2 separate regions of the Mus musculus genome follow, and region 2 is linked to region 1. A link is a contact called in public promoter capture Hi-C data. All regions are on one chromosome and are shown on one strand. Each heading gives the region's core, a stretch centred on a gene start, on an enhancer-like site or on the middle of the called end of the contact. The rest is flanking DNA. Distances are from core to core; before and after follow the strand shown. Region 1 has its middle 220 kb from the start of Gm23276. Region 2 has its middle 62 kb from the start of Gm33525.

Evidence for each region. Promoter capture Hi-C pulls out the DNA fragments that hold promoters and counts their contacts.
Region 2: a promoter capture Hi-C map of the HPC-7 cell line shows a contact between it and region 1. The contact joins two enhancer-like sites. A contact is called at or near these places in 2 of 39 promoter capture datasets (the HPC-7 cell line and embryonic stem cells) and 3 of 484 Hi-C or Micro-C datasets (LSK cells, embryonic fibroblasts and pre-megakaryocyte-erythroid progenitors).

Annotation. Positions count from the first base shown.
Region 1 is chr14:97,555,986-97,561,295 of GRCm38.p6, forward strand. No RefSeq gene overlaps it. Among named protein-coding and RNA genes, the nearest start is that of Gm23276, 220 kb to the left of the region's middle. Within about 2 kb of position 3,801, at least 22 of the 459 cell types and tissues checked have an H3K27ac peak or open chromatin away from gene starts, as enhancers often do. A contact at or near this core is called in the HPC-7 cell line, where this site is marked.
Region 2 is chr14:96,988,509-96,993,734 of GRCm38.p6, forward strand. No RefSeq gene overlaps it. Among named protein-coding and RNA genes, the nearest start is that of Gm33525, 62 kb to the right of the region's middle. Within about 2 kb of position 2,218, at least 18 of the 459 cell types and tissues checked have an H3K27ac peak or open chromatin away from gene starts, as enhancers often do. A contact at or near this core is called in the HPC-7 cell line, where this site is marked.

The DNA of each region.
Region 1 (5,310 bases), core at 2,551-5,050:
TCCAGACCTTTTTAACAGGTAATATCAGAATAACTACTAGTCTAATGCACACTACGATAGCTTGAGATTTGTCTATTGAAAATTTAACCAACTCAATGAAGGCTAAATACAGTATGATCAACAGGGATTTAAAGATTATGATCTTCATTCTGTATAAGATTCTCATTTTATTCATGGCCATGAACCTTATGCGTAGAACAATATGATCTGTCTTTTATGTTAATAGATTTGTTCCTCTCCTTCTGTTCTTGAGGACAGGAAATGACTAGGGAGAGTAATCAGAAGATAATTGTGGTAGTCAAGGTGACCAAGACTGATAACTGTCATCATGGTATCCGCATTCAAGGTGAAGATAGATTCCATGTAGAGTGTGAAGGTAGAGCTGGAATAGTTTTTGGTAGAGTTTGCTCAAGTGAAACAATTTAAGGAGAATTCCAATTTACTGGTAGTGACAGCTGTAATAATGGGGTTACCTTTTGTGTGTGTGTATGAAATATTGTAGCAAATTCAACTCACACACAATTTGTAAAAAAAAAAAAAAGTATACTATATCTAGCATGAGACTTGGGTCTTTCCAGTAGATATTTTATCCTAAACTACACAACGACAGTAAGCAGGCAAAAAGATGGAAAATTTTAGAGTACACCAGAGTAGTGCAGACTACCTCAGTTACCAAGGAGAAGCATCACTAAGTAAATGAGAAAAGAGTTTGCCATGATCACAAATACTCAAGATCATGGAAGGCTGGCTAATGAGTATAATGGAACTGGGGTTGACATGTATCTAGGAATACAAAGAAAAGGTTTAAAGAGACAAGAACAACCATGCTGATCAAATACAATTTGATTGAAGTCTGGCAGATGAATCTGATTATCGGGTTTAGGAAATTCCTTTGCTAAATGTATTTTAGCAAACAAGTTAGAAAAGAAAAATAGAAGCTTTGTTCAAATAAGTTTGGAGAAAACAGAAATAAAAATTGAACAAAACAAATTGGTTATGATAATAACTATTTCTGAGGAACTGTAATAAAGAACGGCTAATAGGGTAGAGACTAAGTGAGCACTAAATTTCACAAGAGAGTTGGGTTTTGGTTTCCTGTCAGATTTAATTCTGAGGCAAAGATCTAGTGAAGAGAGAAAATACATGATGATTTAGGTTAGAGGTTAAAGGAATGCTAGAAAGTGATTGCTGGAGAAACAGTATACAAGTAGGTTTCACACTACAGGAATATTATGTGAGGGAATGCTATGAAATACAGTAATAGAGGCCTCAGTGTCTAAAATATAAAGGACCAGAATGTGTAAACAGAAAGACCTCAAGCTAAACCAGCATGGCTTTAATTACAGTTTATCTTCCTGCAGGTAGGAGGATATTCTATCAACCACCTATGGAGCCCTTATCTGATATAGATGAGGAGTCATAAAGATGGGTGCCTCTGCAGGCAAGAGTCACTGACAACTAGAGCTGGCAATAGTATTGCAGCTGGACAAAGAAAATGTTTTGGGCCAAGAGGGAAAAAAGAAAGAAAAATAAAAGATACTGTCTCTAGAGTCTATAATATGAGGTCTGAAGATGAAAGCTTTGTTTAAAAAAATCACCATGACCCTTCACCCAGAGGCTGGGGATGGGGCGGGGGTGTTAAAACAGGTCTGGCAACAAGAACTTTCTGTTCATTTAAAGTAAGATGGGAATGATACAGGAGAAACTGTCAATGGGTCTCTCTCTGATAGGATAACAGCCATTGTCCCTGCAGTGCACGACAAAGCCCTTTGGAACCTAAGGTCTCCCAGGCTTATTTATACCACACTGGCTACTTGCTGTCAAATCCCCTGAGCACACTCTTGGACTAGAACTTTTTACAATCTGCTCTTTCTTGGAAAGCACTTACATCACAATATCCACCCCTGTAAACAGCTAGTTTCTTAGTGAATTTTTCTAAGCATCCTTCTTCTAACCACCCACCTTCTGCTCTGAGTCCTCACCAATTTGCTACTCTAGCTAGCGGTCTCACATTTCATTCCAATGCATTTTTTTAAAAAGATTTATGTATTTATTTTATGTGAGTACACTGTTGCTTTCCTCAGACCCACCAGAAGAGGGCATCAGATCCCATTACAGATGGTTTTGAGTCACCACATCCTTGGGAATTGAACTCAGGACCTCTAGAAGTGCTCTTAACTGCTGAGCCATCTCTCCAGCCCCCAGTGCATATTTTTTGACCTCTTAACTTATTTTTAACATGGTTTGTTTGTTTTTTAAGATTGCAGGGTACAAGAAGATAGGAATTTTTGTTGAGTGTATTTTCTGGTGATTAGAGAGGTGTCAAACACACACAAGAGTTCTCTTTCAATGTCTCACAAGCTACTGCTGCAAAAGCATTTCTTATAATTCCTATGTTGCTTAGAAAAGAATGCATGCTTCTCCTAGCCACATGATCTCTCATGGCACATGACACAGATTATTTTAATCATTTTTAAATATAGATCATACAACATCTGGAAGTGAAGGACTAGTGCCAAACCGCCAGGCTTCTATAACAGAAATGTGTAGTTGGAGCTTATATCTACTTACTTGCTACAGTAGTAAGTACAGAAGTACATTTATCATATTTACTAGAAGTATTTTTTTTCACTGCATTAATTTATAACTGGCTACGGAGAAGAAAATCAGATGGAAACTTCAGGATAATTCATAGAGTCAGCAGATTTTTGAATACCAACTAGATTCCTAACACTGTTTTGCATAAAAAGTGGAGTAGCAAATCATAGTGTGTGTGTGTGTGTGTGTGTGTGTGTGTGTGTGTGTGTGTGTGTGTGTGTTTGCGTGGTGTTTGTGTAGTGTGTGCTTGTGTGTGTCTGTGTGCCTGTGTGCCTCCGGAGGTCAGAAGTCAGAGTCAGGCATGAGGCTAGAGGTCCGAGTTAGCTACCCTCTACTGTTCACTTGGTTTACCTTAGCTTTGAAAATCTTTTTCTGCCTAAGTACATTTATAAGAAATTAAACAACACTCAAGGAACTGGCAACGAATCAACAATGTTAAGATTAGAGATCATATTCATATTTTAGTGTAAGCCCAAATCAATGGGATGAAAGAACAGGCAGTGTATTTTTAAGACATCCAAAATATTCATGATGATTAGTTATTTGCTAAATTATTATTTTAGTATGAATTAAATTGTTCCTTGACAGTTTCATACATGCATATTATACCTGCTGATCGCTATCTTCAGTTTTCCAGAAAAGTTGTCACTTACAATGATTTGTCTGGCTCGAAAGAAGCTCGCTCAGGATCCTCCTCACAATATAAAGGATGCTGGACATCTCAACTCATATCCCCATGCTTGCAGCCAGTTAACCATGTTAGCCCTGAAAATCCTAGTCCTAAATTCCTGCTATGAGGCACTTTCTAGTTGGTTCCATGTTCTCCTTTGTTCTTGGTTTGGTAAGAGAGCTTTCTTCCTCTTTTTTCCCCTCTTTCCTTTTTATTTTTTTCTCTTTCTTTCTTTCTTTCTTTCTTTCTTTCTTTCTTTCTTTCTTTCTTTCTTTCTTTCTTTCTTTCTTTCTTTTTTTTTTTCCTACTTACTTTTCAAGGACAGGTTCTGAGGTTATGCCTTCAGACAATCATCTAAGAGACAATGAACAGCAAAAGCCTCATGGGGTCTGAATACTAAGCAATGCAATGTTTAGTAAACGTTAAACAATGTTATGAGCTCAGGATTTCCTTTCAAGCCTGCAATTCACATCAGTAATGATCTCAGAAGAGGGACTGAGCTTTGAAACAAAGGAAAGTAGGGACACCTGCTGGAGTGACAGGGTGAGGAAACAGGAAGGGGCCCTGACAAAGGCTGTGGCATTTCTTCTAAGGTCACAGAGTAAACAGTCAGAAATTTTCAGACAAGAGGCTGGAACTGTTACCAAATGCTGAAGTAATTATTGGTTGCCCCTTTACTATCAAACATAAAAAGAATAATAAAGTGCAATTTAGCATTTGAAGTATTTAATTAAGTGTTAATTGAAATATAATATTTTTAGCTATCAATAATTACCGAATTTATGGAGAAATCCAATATCTTTTAAAGCATATTTTTGAATCAAAAATATATTGAAAAGGAATCTACTTTTTAAATAAATTAAATCTTACTGAAAAATTAGCAGACATAGTGGGGCTTCAAGAATGCCTATTATTTGATAAGCTTGTTTTATTTATTTTCCAGAGGATTTAGCAATTAGACAAATCTATAAGGAATGAGGGTGAGATCTCTGAGATCATGGTGGACGTGTTTTTCTCAGTTTGCCCATGCTGTGCTAAAAAGCTGTTGTCTAAGGCAAGGCAGCCAAAGAAAATACATTTCAAGGGAGGGGGAGTCCTGTGAATTTATGAGAAGTACATCACAAAGACAAATATTTCAGCCATGCAATTCTGTTCGGCCTTTTCTGCTATGTGTCCATAGCAAGTCAACGGCTAAATTGAAAAATCAATTCCAATTTAAATTATTGGAATAAAGAACACCAGGAGTCAGAGATAAAATGGCTTTGTTCTCTGAGATCCTTTTTAATTGGAAAGTTATTTCTTCAGGGTATTCTAATGGTTCTGAGGGAAGATTGCAAAATAAAGTTGATCGGCTGGGGGAAGGTTAATAGCTAATGTGCTTTCCTTGCTGCACAGCAGCCTCCTGTCTTTATGACGTCCCCCATCATATCTGGAAGCACTGAAGATTCTAAATCATCTGATACATGCAAGGACTGTATTTTCCCTTCGTCTTTGGGAAATCATCCTGAGGCTGGAACCCTGGCAGAGGCTGCTTCCTCTCGCAGCTTTTCCAGCTGGTCTCACTTTGCTTACAAATATCATATGGGATGCTTTTCTGCTCTCTCTCTCTCTGTCTCTCTCTCTCTGTGACTCTCTCTGTCTCTCTCTCTCTCTGTCTCTCTCTCTCTCTGTCTCTCTGTGATGCTATTAATAACTCTATCTTTTAATGATGAAGAAGGAAAGGAATATCTTTGCTGGTTTGACACAAACAGAAAGACAAAAACTCCTAAGAGTTATAGACTCAGTTAAACAGAGAATGAAGATAACACAGAAGAAGAACATGACATATAGAGAAAAATGTTAATGAATATTGTTATCAAAAGGTTACTACCAGCTATTCTGAGAAAGCATGAGTCATATTTAGAAATCTCGCACCCAAAGTTTAAGAAAATAAACTTTAATTAAACACACAATAACCTTTGCTCTGCCCGTAGAAAATTGTTTGGGGCAGCTGTAGATTAAAAACCTGAAATGAGCATTTAATTTGAAATTAATAAAACAGT
Region 2 (5,226 bases), core at 968-3,467, 570 kb before region 1:
AACATGCATGTCCTCAGGACATAGAAGAATGTCTGTCTTATATTAAGGTCTAGTACATGTTATCTAATAAATATTGTATAATAAAATGTAAAGAACATTATAGTATATTTTTATATTTATATGATTTCAACCTATTTGAATGTAATATTTTTACCCTATATTAGCATACCTTCTACCATTCTTAGTCATGTATTCATATATTACATTCTTTAATATTTGTAAAAGAATATCAAAATTTATAAAATTATCTATATCTTTTGCTTTAATATTTAAATAACTACAAGAAAAATAATAAAACTAGTTAGCAAAAAAAATTTAAATGATCTTTTTGTGCCTTTTGCCTCAAAACACCTTCATTTGTGCCACTATTTTATAGGCCTATGACACATCAATATGCTTGCTTAGACTAACCAATACCAAATGCACAATATATTACTTGAAATGTATTGAGTAGGAAATCCAGTAGTAAAATTTGCATAAACTATGCAGAAACAGTTCTCTTCAGGTAAATGATTGTTATAACTTCCGCCATCACCATATACATTCAAAGACAAGAACCATATTACTCAACCGATTTAAACAGTAGAAAGGAATTTTATGACTTCTCATAGGCATACATTATTTCATTGTAACTGTCAATAATGCGGATATTTATAGGTCAATGAATTATAAAATGTCCCAGTATCTATAAACTAATGCCTTAAGTCAGAAAGGCAGAAAGTGATATGCAAACAGGATAGCCATAGATGTGCACATGAGATAAATTGTAGCTTGGAGATCCAGAACATAGTGCATAGGTTTAATCGAGTCTTTTTTTTTCTAGAGAGAAATGAGGGCAGGCAGTGTGGTAAAAATGCCCATCTGTGTTTCAGAAATTTCAGAAATAGTTTTTTTCTTAAAGAAATCAATGTGAAAACCTTAAATTTTCTTTCAATGTACCACTCAAATAGAGTTTAAACATGTTGTTCCCGTTGTTAAATGACAATTCTCATGTCAGTGTGTGTGGTATGCTGCATGTACACAGGCAACATTATGTCAAACACCCTTAATTATGTTATTACCTTTTCCTGATGGTGTATAATGTCATATCCAAGAACTAATTTTGTGAACTGTTTAATATTGTAAGCTTGCAATTTTGTATTCTATTTTGTGTTAAATATATTTCCCTCTCACTGTGTATCCTGACATCACACTAAATTACACACTTTACTTTTAAGGATTATTAATGATTCTTCCTGCTAAATGATACCATGCTGACAAAACTATATTAATTTACATTTTACATGTGATATTTTAGAATCTAAAAATCAGAAGCAGACTTGTCATAGCATATATTATAAATATATTTTCTCATCTGATTACATATTATAAAAAATAAATATATCAAGTTTTTTTACACCAATAGAACCAGGTAATGCTATTCGATAACCAGGGAATATTTGTTTCAGAAATATTTAATATGATTTAATATTAAATGTCATTCATGTCCAAACATAAAGTTCTATAAGATATGAAAAACAAACCAAGTCTACAGTTAAAATTCCCAAGTTACAGAGAGAAAGGTAGATTTGTGAAAAAAAAAAAACTAACTTTCTACACAGCTAGTACAGGAAAAAAATCCTGTGTCCCAGTGAAACAGCACACCATCCCAGTCTTCTTCAATCTTATCACCTATATCAGGTCAAATGGCCTGTATGCTAAGTCTGTGTTCAATTTGCATTAACTAATACAAAACTGGAAGTTCATAAAATTAGCAAAGTCAGTTTAGATGTGCAATTCCAAACACTTCAAATTTGATTTTTCTTAGAAATTTGATTATGTATCATAAATTGTATCTAAATGATGAAAACATACTCTTGTGTGATATTAACTTGGAGATGATAGCTATTTGTTTATATTTTATATTGCTATCAAAACATTATATATATATATATATATACATATATCAAGTTATCAAACACTAATATCAAAAGAGTAAAAGTATCTATTTCTGGTTTCAATTTTACTTCCTCTGAATGTCTGTTATAATTTACTAGAAGTACAAACCACTTTCCCATTTTAAAACTATATGAACTTTTTTGTTCTCCTTTCAAATTCTGCATGTATCTAAGAAAAAATAGATATTGAAACAGAATTTTACTTTTGTGAGTGCTTGATAAGAATGTGGTTTTCAACAACCTTGTGAAACGCTCATACAGTTAGGAAGAACTTTGACAAAAGCCACATAGCACACGTTTCAGTCTTTCATTGCTGTATCATGCAAAGAACAAAACCCTGCTCCCGTGCTATCAGTTAATAAAACATTTCCTGAACTATTTAACTTCCGTACAAATTTAAACCATTTTTATGTTTTTATCATTTTTCTGTTAACAGTCAAATTCCAAAGGGAAACACTATTTACGTGTGTGTTTGCTTTTATTAAAAGCTGTTTGATTTTAAAAGGCGTTGCATGAGCAAAGGTGTTTGTTCAACTCTAGCCGATATATGTTATTACGGGCTTACTCTGAGTAAACTGCCATCTTGTTTGCTTAGAAAAAAATAAAATGGTAGAGTTAATTGAATGAAAACAGCATAGAAAGAATAACAACAGTCCCTTTCTTTATTTGAAATATGTCAACACAGAGATATGAATTTGAAAGTACAATATGTAAAATGTAGCAAAGATTAAAAAGTCTGGGAGATAACTTTTGTTTAAAATGTGGTCATTTACATGCAAGAAATCTATTTTTTTGGTTAAATATATATGATTCTTCAGAAGTTTATTGACTTAACATCCATGAAAGCAGTTAAATCACTGCATTATTGTTGATACTTTAATATATTTTGTTTTCATTGATTAACTATATTCATACATAACTTATATCATTGTCGTCACAAAACCCCTTATATTTCAGAAAATCTGTATTTCCCAACACTTTGTAGAGAAAGTATCTTAATGCTAATACCATTTAAAATTATTTCAAATCAACTTATCAATTATCGATAAAAATTTAAAACAAGCAGCAGAATTTCAAATTTGAGTAACAGTTGAAATCAGGTTAATTTTGATAAAAATAATTTGCAATATATGTATAGATGAAGTTTGAAGATACTCGTTGTCAACATTCTCACAGTATCTCAATTTGTACAGTACCCTACACAAATTCTTTTCCATCACACTTTTGAAGGCAACTTTCATCACTAAAATCATTTATTACAATGTAGAGCAAAACTGTTTTTAAAACAAACATTTGAAGAAATGATAATTAATATTAGAAAATCAATATTGAACTTTAATTACCTTCTTTAAGTTTTCTTAATGCTAAAGTCAACCAAGTAAAGTGTGCTATACTGGCATCATGGGAACGAGAGCTTATTTATGGACATCTATTTAGTTTTGTAACCTATGTGAATAAATATTGTTCCCATTTTTTTTCTTATCGTTCTTTTTAGTGACTCTTAAAATAATGGATCTTATTTAGGCTAGTGTTTGAGTCTGTGAGTGCAGAGTAGAGTTCAAATACTCTTCTCCTCTGTTTCCTCGCCTTGAACTGATTTAGATTTCTTTGACAATTTTATTTGGACTTTGCTAATTAGATAAACTTTTAAAAGTTTCCTCAAGAGATAAAATTAAAAATACATGAGTAAAATTTTCCAAACGACAATGTTTGTGTTATTTCTTCTCATTAGTTTCCTTAAGATCAAGGCAAGCTATAAGCAATCCATGAAACTTGAAGCATTTAAATTTACTTACCCCACTGCAGAGTTAGGACCTTAGGGTTATTGGTCTAATGTTCCATAAATCTGAATGTTTCGTGGGTTGTCTTAGCAACAAGTGCATCACTCTTCTGGAGAATTCTCTAGTCCGTGTCATAAGAGCTGTGCTTTATCCCAATATGCATTTCTACTGAAAAACAAATAACCCATTTTATGGAAGGCTAATGACAGGTCTTTCCTTAATGTTTATGATAATGAGGAGGAATTCTTAGTGTGTTTTTAATACATTCTTTTCAATAGAAGTAAGGTTCCTGATCAACTTTCTTATGATAACTTTAGAATTTCATAACAACATGCGATTGAAAACAAAATCAAATCATCAAAAATGCATTTGTGCACTACTTTCTGTATACAAATCTCCCCCTGAAAACTTTCTAATATTACTTTAAGTAAATATATTTTAAAAACATTCTTGTGAGAAATTTTGTTAAATTATGTTAACCGAGGAGAGTGGCACATGTTACTACTATTTCTCATCTCCTAAAGGCATTTGTAGAATCTCATTCTGAGGAAAAGTTGTTCTGGTCACTGCTATCCCAGATGAAAATGTCCCCAGGCCTTTGAACTGTTTGTAAACCACTGCAGAGAGGAAAATATTATTAGGGGACACAAAATGGCTAGGTGGTTGTCCAGAAAGAGAGTGTTCAATATTCACTTAAATGTGAAAATCTGAGCAGCAATCAGCTCAGTACATTTATTGGGTAATTATTATTTTCTTTACTTCCCAGATGAGATAACTAAGATGCTATGAGAGGAAGGAACCTTTCCAAAGTTGGTGGGGAAATAGCTTGGGACGAATATGAATATACAGTGGTGAGAAAGAACAAACTCTGTGGTCCAGAGCAACATACTTGCAAGGTGAACTTTAATTATAAAAATTATTTAAATCAGTGAACTTTAGTTACTGATTAAATAATAACCTTTGGGGTTGGGGATTTAGCTCAGTGGTAGAACGCTTGCCTAGCAAGCACAAGGCCCTGGGTTCGGTCCTCAGCTCTGGGGGAAAAAAAAGTTAATAATAACCTTTTATTTTTGTAATCTCATGCTATAAACAACCTATAGAAGTGAATTTTACATTTTATTAAGAGAAATCTGAGGAATAGGGAAATTTAGAACTAGTTTCAAGTCTGTTTATCATAAGGATTTGAAGCAGACCTTGTCAAATATTTTGTAATTTTATAAGTATGTTCTATTGTCATAAAATTGAATAATGAGTAGGGTGTTGATTAACTATAGGCAGAGGCATGTATCTGAGGTAATCTATACACACATAGTTCTTGAGCAACAATGGCTACATCATTATATATCATCTGGATTTTGAGGTAGCTGAAGGTAAAATATAAATAATAATATCTGGTAAACTGCATTTTTCTGTATATATTTTAAAGACTAATCTCTTTTGTGAATTCTGTTACATAAGTATATGGATGAAGTATATGGTGTGGAATATAGGCATAGAGTATATGGCAT